Regions from separate parts of the Ovis aries genome. Here region 1 is linked to region 2. Evidence: chromatin contacts called from public Hi-C data. All regions are on one chromosome and are shown on one strand. The core of a region is the stretch at or near the end of the contact, and the rest is flanking DNA. Distances in the headings are between cores, read along the strand shown. Region 1 holds the start of MIA3 (MIA SH3 domain ER export factor 3). Region 2 overlaps HHIPL2 (HHIP like 2).

Region 1 (6,497 bases), core at 1,472-3,971, 75 kb after region 2:
GCCTGCAGTGTTAACATAGGAGGTGGTCAGATTCTGGGCATCTTTCAAATGCTTATGCTAAGTGAAAGAAGTCAGACAAAAAAAAAAAAAAAAACAACCCCATAATGTATCATCCCATTTATATCAAATTCTAGAAACGAAAAATCAATCTAGAGTAACACTGCCTGTCTGGAGACAGGCAGGAGAGGGGAGGGAGGGATGGCAAGTGAGCATGAGGACTCTCTTCAGGGGGATGGATATGTTTATTACCTTGATTGCAGTGGTGGTCTCAGGAGTGTATACATGTCAAAACTTATCCAGTTGTAGATTCTGTATGCATGTGTATGCTAAGTTGCAAACTTAGCATGTCAAACTCTTTGCAACCCCATGGACTATAGCTCACCAGGCTTCTCTGTCCATGGGATTCTCCAGGCAATAATACTGGAGTGGGTTGCCATGCCCTCTTCCAGGGGTTCTTCCTGACCCAGGGATTGAACCCGAGTCTCGTATGTCTCTTGCTTTGGCAGGCAGGTTCTTTACCACTAGGGCTACATGGCAAGCCCCAGTTGTACACTTTACATATGTGCAATTTACTGTATGTCAGTTATACCTCAAACAGGTTTCCCTGGTGGCTGAGATGGCAAAGAATCTGCCTGCAATGCAGGTGACTCAGGTTCTGTCCGTGGGTCAGCAAGATCTCCTGGAGAAGGGAATGGCAACCCACTCCAGTATTCTTGCCTAGAGAATTCCATGGACAGAGGAGCCTGGAAGGTTAGAGTCTGTGGGGTTGCAAAGAGTTGGACACAACTGAGTAAATCTCTGCCTGTCTGTCTATACCTCAATAAAGTAATTCAAATAAAGGGTGCCCAGGATTATCTGATGGATTGGACTTGGGGTATGAGACAAAGAGGAGTCAGAATAGTTTGTAAGTTTTTGACTTGAACATCTGGAAAATGGAATTAAATGACCAGTTGTTGAGATAGGGAATATTGAAAGGAGCATGGCTTGAGAGAGAAAAGAAGTTTGGGTTTCAACATATTAAGTTGGGGATGCCTAATAAACAAATCTAAGATTCTAAAGCAAAGAAACACATAGTAGAAAAGAAATGAAGAACTCCTAATGACAATACTATTTCCACAGTTACCTAATCTGTTGTATAGTCTCTCCAGACAGCATGGGAACAATACTGGACCAGTGGGACATCTTATGGCCCCTGTAGATAAACAACTGTGAACTCTTTCTCGTCTTTTTCTTTATCCAACATTATGGTTTGCATAGATGGACCACATTCTTTCCCCTTGCTTTTAAGGAATCCAGTCAGTTTGGGAAACTAATTAATGGGTTTGATTGGCATTTGGGGTTGGTTGATGATTAGCCTTGGCAGAGACTATAGAGAGAAGCCCCTGGCCATAGACAAATGCAATATCTTCATCTTGAAAATGAAGGCAGTAATAGGACCTACTATTATTGTGAAGATTAAACACATTGATACCTATAAGGACTTTAGAATACCACCTGGACATAAAGAAAACACTCAACAAATGGTAGCCGCTATTAACTAGCTTTTCCTTCCTAACAACTTTGGCTCCTTGTCGTTTTGATGTGAGTTGGTTTCTCCTGAATTGTGGGCTTCTTTAGACAAAGGCCTGATATCTTGTCTGTTGATCTACATGTTTGCCTTCACCACACTAGTGTTTTGTCCAGCGTCTGGCCTAAAATGGTAGCATAAAATGGAATTTCTACATATTGGCATTGAATTAAATTATTCTCCCCTTCTGGATAAGAGCTTCTCTGCTGGCTCAGACGGTAAAGAATCTGCCTGCAATGTAGAAGACCCTGGTTCTGTCCCTCAGCGGGGAAGATCCCCTGGAGAAGGGAATGGCTACCTACTCCAGCATTCTTGCCTTGACAGTATCCTTCTTGGACAGAGGAGGCTGGCGGGCTACATTCTATGGGGTCGTAAAGAATCGGACACGACTGAGCGACTAACACTTTCAATTTCTTATGGATGAACCCCCCAGAATCTGAAGATCTAAGCATGGGGACCCATTGCCCACCTCCATCCCTCAGGGCTAGGGGACGAGGGGTGCAGAAAAAGGCCAAGCAGGCCACAGGCTCTAATGTACATCACCGACCCATCATTCTGCTGACCCCTCCTTTTCCCATAAGGAGATCACAGGATGGGGATGCTCCCCCAAACTCCTGGGAGTCGGAAGAGGGAATCTCGAACTGGAGACTAGCAGTGGAAAATCGTGGGTGGGATTTGGTAGTTAGGAAAAAGAAGTATCAAACCACGAAGGGGAGGTGAGGATGAGCCAGACTGAGAAGGACCAGAAATCGGGAGCTGCAAGAAAGGGGTCAGAGAAGACCTGCTGTTGGGATGGCGCGGGGTGGGGGGTGCAAGGTGGAAGAGCAGAGTGAGCGAGGAATGGAGTCTCGCGGAGGGTCGGCGACGCAGGGACCGAGGCAAAGGCTCGCGATTGGACGAGGAAGAAGAGAGAGTCCCGGTTGCCAAGGCAGCCACCCGACGAGGAGGCCTCGGCAAGGAGGTGGGAGCGCGCGTCCTCCTCCTCCGGGACCCCCGCGGTCCCCTCCCCGAGGCCGCGCTGACGTGTCGGTGGCGGCCTCACAGGCCGGGGCGGGCGCCGCCCCTCCCGCCGCCGCGCGTCCGCCGCCCGCGCGCCCCGCCCCGCGGCCCGTGCTCCGCCCGCCGGCGCCCGCCCCGGCCGCGTCCTCCGCGTCAGCGGCTCCGCGGGGCGACCACAACATGGCTGCGGCGCCGGCGCTGCTCTTCTGGCTGCTCCTGCTCGGGCCGCCTCGGCGGGTGCCGGGCCAGCCGGAGCAGGGCCCCGGCCGGCGCTTCTCGCAGCTCAAGCTCTGCGCGGACCAAGAATGCAGCAGTGAGTGCCGGGAGGGCGGCGGCGGCGCCCGGGCATCGCGGGGGCGGGAGCGCGGCCGCCCCGCAAGCCGACCCGGGGGGCGCAGGCCGGGAGGGCGGAGCGCCGGCGGCGGGGGAGGGCGACCTCCGGGTCCCGGCGGCTGCCCCTCCCGCTCTCCGGGCGCCCGGGCCAGCCGGCCTCGGCGGTGGGGGGGGGCGGGGGTCTCTGCCTCCCACTTGTTGCCAGCCTTTCATTTTTCCTTCGCGGACGGAGGCGGGGGATGGTGTGAGGGGTTCGGAGGTGGCCCCCGGTTTCCCCGGGGGCCGCTCGCAACGTCCCCTCCGCCGGCTCGCCCCGGCTCCGAGGGGAGATGGGGTTGCGCGCCGCGCGCCCCGGGCTCCGCGCGCTGCCGGCGAGCGCTTTCCTGCCCCCGTCGCCGGGTCCTCGCTGGGTGCAGTCCGGGGGCGGATGCGCCGGGACTCGGTGGGCGGCTTCCCTGCCGCAGGTTGCTAGGGCTGGGAAAAACCTCCCTGGCGCAGCCCCTTCGCCCCTCTGCTTCAGTCACAGTCGGGGCTCGGACCGCCTTTTCAGCAGGGATTGGAGTTGAGGTTTGGGACGAGCCCGGAGTCCAGGCATGCTGTGTGTTCCAAGGTCTCCTCCCCGGCTCTTCCTCAGTCCTGTCATTTCTGTGCTTGGAAGGCTCCCGCAAATAGCCCGGAAGGAAGGGCATCGGGAAGGCCAAAATCTGTCTCTCGAAAGAGGACGAGACTCAGCGTCGGCCACCTGGTACCAGTCGTCTCTAATGCGCAGGAAGCGGAATTGTTCCCTAACCGCGAATTCGCGGTGGGCTGGTGATAGTGAGAAGGGCAGAGATCCCCAGACTCAGATGAAGAAGATTGTTAAAGTGAAAATAATAAATACCCCAGGGGTTTTATAAATCCAAGCCAGCTTGAGCCTTGATCAGTTACATTGTTGGGCTCTCTTCCTGTGTGTTTGCCTTGGGCCCCTATCATCGTCGTGGTCTCAAATAACCTTGTAACTTACTGACAACCATTTCACACAAGGTTGTTCATGTGTTGTAATCAGTGCATATAGAAAAACATTCCTTCTGAGGCCAAAGCCTACAGTTTAGCTATTTAGATTGAAATCAGTGTTATTCAAAAACAAATTTCACAATCGGAAGAACCGAAGCACTGCCACATCATTAGGGGAAAGAAAGGAGGCAGTCTTGGATCTGTTTAAGCCATTCCTAGAGGTAACCCTAAGACTGATGTAAATAAATGTTACAAAAGTGGAGCAACTTCCATCAGTTTTTCCTGCAGTTTTCTCAGAGTAAGTCCAGGTTATTAGCAAGCAGTGTTGGATATGGCCAGTGTTGGCTATGCTTTGCTTTCAAACACTGTCTTGCCTGGGTACCTCAAAACCAGTCATCTGGAAAATTATAACATCTCTAATGCTTCGTCAGTATGGAGACATGGTGTTAGAAGGGCCCATGGGTGTCACATAATTGGAGAATGGCATGTGTCCAACAAGTGTAGCCAAAGGCAATAGCCAGCAGCTAGAGCAGGCCTGGGTCCCGTGTTGTTTTACATAAAGTGTTTGTTTAGTGAGGTGTGTCCATGTTAGCTGTCCTTGTGTGCCTTTCAGATAGCTGCCCCACAGAGTGCATTATGTTGTCATCTGATTTATTATTATACCTCTGCAGTGATCTTCCTCTTTCCAATTCTGATAGGATCCCCAGTCTCTATCAATTTAAAAATTGTCCATCACCTTCAACTTTGCCTCTCACCTAATTATATCTGAATTAGAATGCTGACATGTATTAAAATAATCAGCTTCAAAGTCCAAATAACCCCCTTTAAATCTGTGTTTGTCCCTCAAATATGTATGTAAATATACATCTTAAGGTACTTATTGCCAGTTGGCTTTTAGAACAAGTGTTATTTCCGTTTCATCCTTCCCTTTCTCTGCTATTTAATTGCATTTGTTATCTCATTTGACGAAGTGTGAATTTGGCCAACAAAAAGAAAAATACCGCTTCTATCAATTTCTAGATCGAATATAGTTTAAGTCCTGCATGTTAAGACTGAAGGTAACTACTGGACAGTTCTCATGGTTTTGCTTGTCCCTGCTACCTACCATTTTGCTTATAGAAACAAAGCCTGTTTGCCCACTTTTGATTTTGTTTATAGAAATAAACCTCCTTAATGTTGGATATATTCAACATTATATGATTTCAGAAGATATTATCTTATGTGATTGGATCCATAATTGGGTATGATATCCTCTCTCATTAATTTATCCAGATACTGACAGAGCAGCTTGACTGCAAGTGAAGTGGAAGGTGTTTACTGTTACACAGTAGCAGTTACAACCACTTAAAGATAGGGCCTTTTAGTGGTTAGTTCAAGTTAATTGACCTCTTGGGGGTTCTTGGGTGCTCTCCCCAGTTACCTGTTACCACTGCATGTAGTCATGCTCACACTAGTCGCATCTGTGCTTGAATTTACCCAACTGCAAAATGAAGCTTTTTATAATTATGAAACAGCAAAGACTGAAAGCTAGGTGATTAGAGAGGGAACCAAGAGTTTCACTTGAGACCAGCCCTGTGTGGCAGTGGACGCATTGCTTTTTGTTTGCATTATCCATAGAGAAAAACGCGTTGAGTTTACCTCTTTCCTGCCTACTTGCAGGGGGATGTCCTGATTTATAACGATACAGCTCTATAGATGCTCTGAGCATATGAGTTGAGGCTGATTGGTTTCAGAGAGTAATGGAGAAGCTTGATTGTTGTTTACAGTGGATTGTTATGTTTCCTGATAAATCAATATTTGAAAGTTGAGTCCTGATACCCGCTTTTTTCCCCCCTCTTTCTATACAGTGCTAATGTACCGGGGTGAGGCTCTAGAAGATTTTACAGGCCCGGATTGTCGTTTTGTGAATTTTAAAAAAGGAGACTCTGTATATGTCTACTATAAACTGGCAGGGGGATCGCCTGAAGTTTGGGCTGGAAGTGTAAGTAAAAATTTGACATAATTTTCTGCCTTTTTATTGACTTGTTTAGCTGTAGTTTTTTTTTTTTTTTTTTAGCTGTAGATTTAAATAGCTACAGTTTCTTGGGGTCTTTGATGGAGTTAACTTGTCCCCTCTGCTTGACTGTGGAAAAAGGGGCTTGTTCTGTGTCCCCTGCTGGCATCAGGCCTGGTGCAGAAGAGGGTCTCCAACAGAAGTGAACTGCTTCCAGATGCTGCTCCTCAGAGTCAGGCCTTACCAGCCACAAGTGCTCCATACATAGCAAATAAGGACGTGGTGTGTATATATATACACAGTATTCAGTTCAGTTCAGTTAGGTTCAGTCGCTCAGTCGTGTCCGACTCTTTGTAACTCGTGGATTGCAGCTCGCCGGGCCTCCCTGTCCATCGCCAACTCCTGGAGTTTACTCAAACTCATGTCCATTGAGTCACAATAGAGTATTATTCATTCATAAAAAGACTGCAGTCTTGCTATTTGCAACGTGGGTGGATTGGAGGGTGTCGTGTTAGTGAAATAAAGTGAAAGTGAAGTCGCTCAGTCGTGTCCAACTCTTCTTGACCCCATGGACTATATCCTACCAGGCTCCTCTGTCCATGGAATTTTCCA
Region 2 (6,650 bases), core at 831-3,330:
ATAACTGTAGCAACAGTGACGGCAGAGCTCTGGTGCAACTAAAATGGGGCTTATCACACTCGGTTCTAAATATGTCAATAATGGGGAAGACTATGACACACGCAGAAAATCTGAATCGCTGTGCAAAAACAAAAGAATGTGACTCTGAAGGAAATAACTTGCCTCAGGAACAGCCACCCTGGTTTTAGGGCTGCCCTTGGGCAAAGTCTGGCTTGGGAACACCTTGGCAAGTCCACTCCGTCAAATTCAGCCAAGGACACTTTTGTTTGCCAGATGTACTGAGTGGCGCTCAAAAACTGCCTTGTTTTCTCCTGCAAGAAGTCTACAGGCTAAACAAACCAAGCCACCAAAACCTGGCTTTTCTGTGGCCTCCTGAAAAGGAACAAGCCACAGAACGTGGCAGCCCAGGGACCCCGGGCAGGCTGCCCCCAGGGGTCTCCAGGCTCTGGGGGCTCCAGCTTCCTTGGGGCACCAGCAGGGGAGAGGCCCCACCATGGCCTGTGGCTGACATCCATTTACATCATCCACTTTCCACTGAACGTGCCAGCCTGTGGTTTCTCCCCTTTTTCGTACGTTTGGACTTCCAATTTGGAACTTACAAAAACTTTTCTCTATTAAGAATCCTTAAATTTTCCAAAATATCATCTGCTTCTATAAAATATTCATCTGAAACTATCTATTCACCAGCTATTTGAGGACTTCTCTGGCAGTCCAGTGGTTAAGACCCCTCACTTCCAATGTAGGGGGTGCAGGTTTGATCCCTGGCCAGAGAACTAAAATCCCATATGCCATATGACATGGACAAAAATAAATTTTTTAATTAATAATAATAAAAAAACATAAGCTAGCTGAGAGGAAGGGTGCAGCTGCCGACTGGCTTTCTTTATGTCCCATTCAAGTGAAGCTTTTGTACAGCCACCCTTGGGTCAGAGTGGAAAGAAACCAAACATTGAAGAAACCATTAAGGCTCTGGCTAACACTTGTAGAGAGTCCTGTGTCTGGAAGGGACCCCTAAGAGATCATTTTGTTCTCTTCCGTGCCTCAGAGCATGGCTAGATGCAATTTCAAATACTGGAAGGATCACAGGCCTTGTCACCACTTATGTAAACAAAATAAACCTTTAACTTTCAAAATGACACATAACTTATATAAAGCTCAAATTAAAACGTCATTTTCTGAGTTCACAATTTGAGGATATTTATTTTCTCACTGTTTGTTGTGTATGGGGATTTTTTGTTTCCTTTTGTTTTGTTTTTAGCTTTTTATTTTATATTGGTGTTGAGCCAATTAGTAGTATTGATAGTTTCAGGTGAACAGCAAGGGACTCAGCCATGCATATACATGCATGTATTCTCCGCTAAGCTCCCTCCCATCCAGGCTGCCACACTGAGCAGGGTTCCCTGTGCTAAACAGAAGGTCCTTGTTGGTTATCCATTTTATTTTATATCTTTTAAAATGGGAATATAATTGCTTTACAATGTTGTGTTAGTTTCTGCTGTACAGCAATGTGAGTCAGCTCTGAAAGTGAAAGTGTTGGTCGCCTAGTCAGGTCCAACTGTTTGCAACCCCATGGACTGTAGCCCACCAGGCTCCTCTGTCCATGGAATTCTCCAAGCAAGAGTACGTTGCCATTTCCTTCTCCAGGAGAGCTTCTTGATCCAGGAGTCGAACTTGGATCTCCCACATTACAGGTAGATTCTTCAATGTCTGAGCCACCAGGGAAGCTGTGAATCAGCTATAAGTATATATATATATAGAGAGAGAGAGAGTGGATATTTATTAAAGCTAAATCCCTGTCTCTTTCCTTCACCTCTCTCTCTCATATGTGCACAAATGCCTTGCTCTGCTGATGCCCTTAACATACGCCTAATGGCTCTAGTGTGTAGCTGTCTACCCTTTTCCCAGGTCTCTCAAGAAAGAAATTCTCCCTTGTTCATTCACAGAAGTTGCCTAACAAACTCTGGGCAGGATCAGGAAGAGCCCAGCCCAACCAGTGGCTGATCATCAGAGGTACTTTCTCCCAGGCAACAGCGGCAGGATAAATACTCACTGTTGGCTCTGTCTACGTTTGTGTAATCACAGATCAGAACAGAATTAGGGAGGAAGCGCACATGCACCTCCTTCACAGCCAAAGGACTGGACAGACTACAGTGCAGACCTTGGTCTATCTGCACAGTGAGCTGTACAGCCAACCAAGAAGGGGTAAGTTGGCATAGTCAGCCTGTTTCCTCACTGGTGAAATATACAAAATAATTACATTATGAGGGTGTCATGATTACTAAATAAGATTTTAAAATGTGAAGTGCCTAGAACAGTATCCAGTTCATTATAAAAGGTGGCCGATAGTGAAAATAGAAGAAGTGGTAGTTTCTATTTAAATAATAAGAGTAATAATAACAACAGCAATGATAATTATTATATAAATGTTTGAGGCTTCCCAGGTGGCTCAGTGGTAAAGAATCCACCTGCCGAGGAGGAGACGCAAGTTTGACCTCTGGGTCAGGAACATCCCCTGGACAAGGAAATGATGGCCCACTCCTGTATTCTTGCCTGGGAGGTCTCATGGACAGAGGAGCCTGGTGAGCTACAGTCCATGGGGTTGCAAACCAACTGAACATGACTTAGCGACCAAACCTCAAGATAAAATGTTCAGTTCACAATGCCTGTGATTACCTAAGATCCAGTGACCAGCAATACAATACACAGTTAACATTTGTTACCTGCTTCATCTTCAGCAAAGGAGATGATGAACTTGCTGTGTGTGCTGATCAGCCCTGGGAAGGCACAGGACTCTGTGCTGCCCAGGCAAATGTCCTGTTTCTTCCATTTCTTGGTTTTTCTATCTTCCTGCAAAGCCATAAGTCGACTAGATGAAAAGCAAAACCTTATATTTTAGGAATCCATATCTCTACCCGGCAGGATATTTTTTTTTCCTCCTAGAATCTGGGAATCCTGGCATACTAGGACTGAGTCTCCCATAGGAGATCAATAACTAACCTCCCTTAGGAATCAGAAAAGCTGCTTCAGAGATATTCCTGACACCATCTTGCCCTAGATGGGGAAGTTCATTTGCTATTATAAGAGGAGTTTGGTGTCCTGTGAAGGTTGTACCACCACAAAAGACTAATTTTTATTAGCTGGCTAGTTGCTCATCCTCTCTAAGCCTCAGTTTTCTCATCTATAAAATGGTGGATAGTAAGAGAATTTACCATAGGCAAGAATTGTTAAGGTTAAATAAGATAATATATGTAAATATTCATATATTACCAATGTGCTTAGCATATAGTAAGGACTCAAAACAAATAGCTATTATTATTATTATGTCTGTAGAGTAGCAGATGTTACTTTGTATTCCACTATCCATCTATCTGAACTAAAAGAAGGTTTTTAGAAGAAAAGGGAGAGAAAATTGGGTAACCAGGGGTATCAGCTGAAAAGTTTTACAGAAACAGAGATGCTCAACCCACGGTAATTCTAGTGCATATGATTCAATTAAAAATCACTACATATCTGTTATGTGTGGGGGTGAAATGGTGGGTAGAGGTTATGGGAAAAACATAAAGAACAATTAAATCCCAAAGATCTGACAAATTCCTTGACAGGCAGACTACAAAGACTCACTCAGAAAGAAATAAGCTGAGTAGCCTGTGTCTGGAGATGGAAATGGCAACCCACTGCAATATCCTTGCCTGGGAAATCCCATGGACAGAGGAGCCTGGCAGGCTACAGTTCATTGGTCAAAAAGAGTCAGACACGAGTTAGCATCTAAACAACAACAAGCCTATATCTATTTTAAAAAATGAATTTGTATTTAAAAGTCTCCACAAGGAACACTTCAGAGGACTTCTGGTTTCCGGTCCAGCATGTAAGAAGCTTGGAGGTTGGTACACCACCCTAAAATAAGCAAAAGACTGAAACATCAACAACTATTCTTAGATTCATAAGAGAAGCGAGGTCATAGGGAACACCACTGCCCCCAACACTGGAGAGACAAGCAGGCAGATACAGAGAATCACAACTTACAGAAAACCACAAGCACAAACCTTCACAGGTATCAGTCCTGGGGCTGGAAAACCTAAACTGTAATTGACAAATTGCTAGACATTCCATATGGGCAAAGCGTGAGTTAAACAGAGGTGGCCAGCCATCCAGAGTCCCCACACTTTGGTGAGTTTTACCTCCAGGAGCTTGACCAGTTTCCCAAAATAAATATCAGGAAAAATTTGCTTGTGCTTCCAGCAGAAGGAGGGGGAAAGGAATCATTTTGAAATACATCAGCACTTTCTGTTTCTGTTAACAAATGTCTGTCCTCAGGGGAAACTACCAGAGACTAACCTTCCAGGATTTTATCAGAACCTCACAGACCTGGGGAAAGGAAGTACCTAACTCTATCCAACTCTAGCCGTCCTGTCCCACCTAAATGTGTATGGAGGCAGGAGGGCTTCTGAGAAATGCTGATGAAGTTCACAGTCCAGAGGCACAGGCTCACTAAAAACTCAGACCTAATCATAAGACTAGAACACTTCCTCTCCCTCACACATCACCACCACTTTGCTAAACACCAATTTACAGCAGTTTCTCTTACCCAGTGCATCATATCTGGCAATCAGGAAAAAAAATTACAAGGCAAAAAAACATACTTTGAAGAGACAGAACAAGCATCACAACCAGATTTGGATGTGGCATGGGATGTTGGAATTATTAGATTCAGAATTTAAAACAACTATGATTCACATGCTAAGGGCTCTAAGGATAAAGCAGACAGCATGCAAGAACAATGTAAGCAGAGATAAGGAAACTCTAAGGAAGAATCAGAAAGAAATGCTAGAGATCAAAAACACCATAATTTAAAAAAAAAAAAAAACACTTTGACAGGCTTATTAGTAGACTGGACATGGCTGAAGAAAGAATCTGAGTTTGAGAATATCTCAATAGAAACCTCCAAACTGGAAAGTGAAGAGAAAAAAGACTGACCCAAAAAAAGAACAAAATATCCATGAAAAGTGAAACAACTACTAAAGTTGTAACATAAGCATAACAGGAATATCAAAAGGAAAAGAAAGAGAGAGAAGAGCAGAAGAAACATTGGAAACAACAATTATTCAGAATTTCCCCGAATTACTGTTTGATACCAAACCACAAATCTGGGAAGCTCAGAGAATACAAAGCAGGATAAATTCTTTAAAAATTACTTCTAGGCGTATCTTATTCAAACTATGGAAAATCAGGCATAAAGAAAAAGAAAACCTGAAAAGAAGCTGGGGATAGAGGGGCGGCACTTTCAATATAGAGGAACAAAGATAAAAGTTACATCAAACTTCTCTTCAGAAACCATGCAAGCAAGAAGAATGCAGAGTGAAATATTTAAAGTGTTTAGAGAAAAAAGTCACCAACCTGTACCTGGTGAAATTATATTTCAAAAATGAAGGACAAATAAAGACTTTCTCAGACAAAAAAAATTGAGGGAATTTGTTGCCAGTGCATCTATCTGCCAGTGCAAGAAACGTTAAATGAAGTTCTTTTCAGAGAAGAAAAATAATATCGGTCAGAAACTCAAATCTATACAAAGAAAGGAAGAGTATCAAAGAAGGAATAGGTGAAGGTAAAAATAAAAACTTTTTTTTATTCTTCACTGGTCTAACAGAAGTTAGTTCAATATACTAATAGCAACAATGTATTTAATTATGTACGCTTATGTATACAGTAAAATAATAGTATTATTAAATTATAAAATGTTAATAATTATTATATATCACTGTTATTATATATGTTTATATATAAGTGAAATGAATGATAACAATTAGGGACAAAAGGGAGGAAGTAGGATTATTTTATTATTGTAAAACACAGACTACTGAGGAAGTTTTATAATGTTGTTTGAACGTGAACTTAGCTTAGTCGTAAATGTATATGGCAAACTCTAAGCAACTCTTTAAAAAAGATTTCAAAAAAATAGTGTGATCAGTGTGCTAACAAAGGAGAGAAAATGGAATCAAATAAAATGTTTAATTAAATTTGCAAAAGGCAGAAAAAAAGTAGAAGAAAAACAGGAACAAAGAACAATATCAAAAAATCGAAGAGTAGTGAGTATGGTAGATATTTCAACTATAGCAATAATATCTTTGAATGTCAATGGTCTAAACGTACCAATTAAAAGACAGAGATTGTCAGAATGAATCAAAGAACAGGACCCAACTACCATTAAAATGGTCATCTACCATTAAACATCAGATCTAGATGGCTTCACTTGGAAGGAAGAAACACATTTTACACAAATTAGTCAAGATAATTAAAGAAAAGGAAATACACTTTAACTCATTTTATAAAGCTCACGTTAACCTGAGGCCAAAATCTGACAAAGGTATTATAAGAAAGGAAAACTATGGCTCATCTGTTTCTTCATTAACACAGATGCAAACATTCCAAACACATTAGCAAGTTGCATTCAACAATATATTGCAACAAAAACTATATATTAATCAAATACAACATGACCAAGTGATGTTTTTATCCCAGGAATGCAAGATTGCTTCAGTGATTAAAAAAAAAAAATCCATCAGTGCAATTCCCCATATTAACAAACTAAAAATGAAAAAGCCTCATGATTCTCTCACTAGATGCAAAGACACATATGACAAAATGCAACACTG

What was found. Hi-C and Micro-C count contacts between places; a contact is called where the count stands out from the background.
Region 1: a Hi-C map of liver shows a contact between it and region 2, with 4 times the contacts expected there. The contact joins the promoter of MIA3 here to the enhancer-like site in region 2. A contact is called at or near these places in 5 of 16 Hi-C or Micro-C datasets (liver, mesenteric adipose tissue, omental adipose tissue and 1 more).

Annotation. Positions count from the first base shown.
Region 1 is chr12:25,331,729-25,338,225 of ARS-UI_Ramb_v3.0, forward strand. MIA3 (MIA SH3 domain ER export factor 3) reads left to right here and starts at 2,722. Exons shown (of 28, transcript XM_042257095.2): 1 at 2,722-2,879; 2 at 5,740-5,873. The coding sequence starts at 2,747.
Region 2 is chr12:25,257,296-25,263,945 of ARS-UI_Ramb_v3.0, forward strand. It overlaps HHIPL2 (HHIP like 2), which reads right to left. Exons shown (of 9, transcript XM_012187078.4): 6 at 2,721-2,866. Among named protein-coding and RNA genes, the nearest start is that of TRNAT-UGU, 15 kb to the left of the region's middle. Within about 2 kb of position 2,081, at least 3 of the 54 cell types and tissues checked have an H3K27ac peak or open chromatin away from gene starts, as enhancers often do. A contact at or near this core is called in liver, where this site is marked.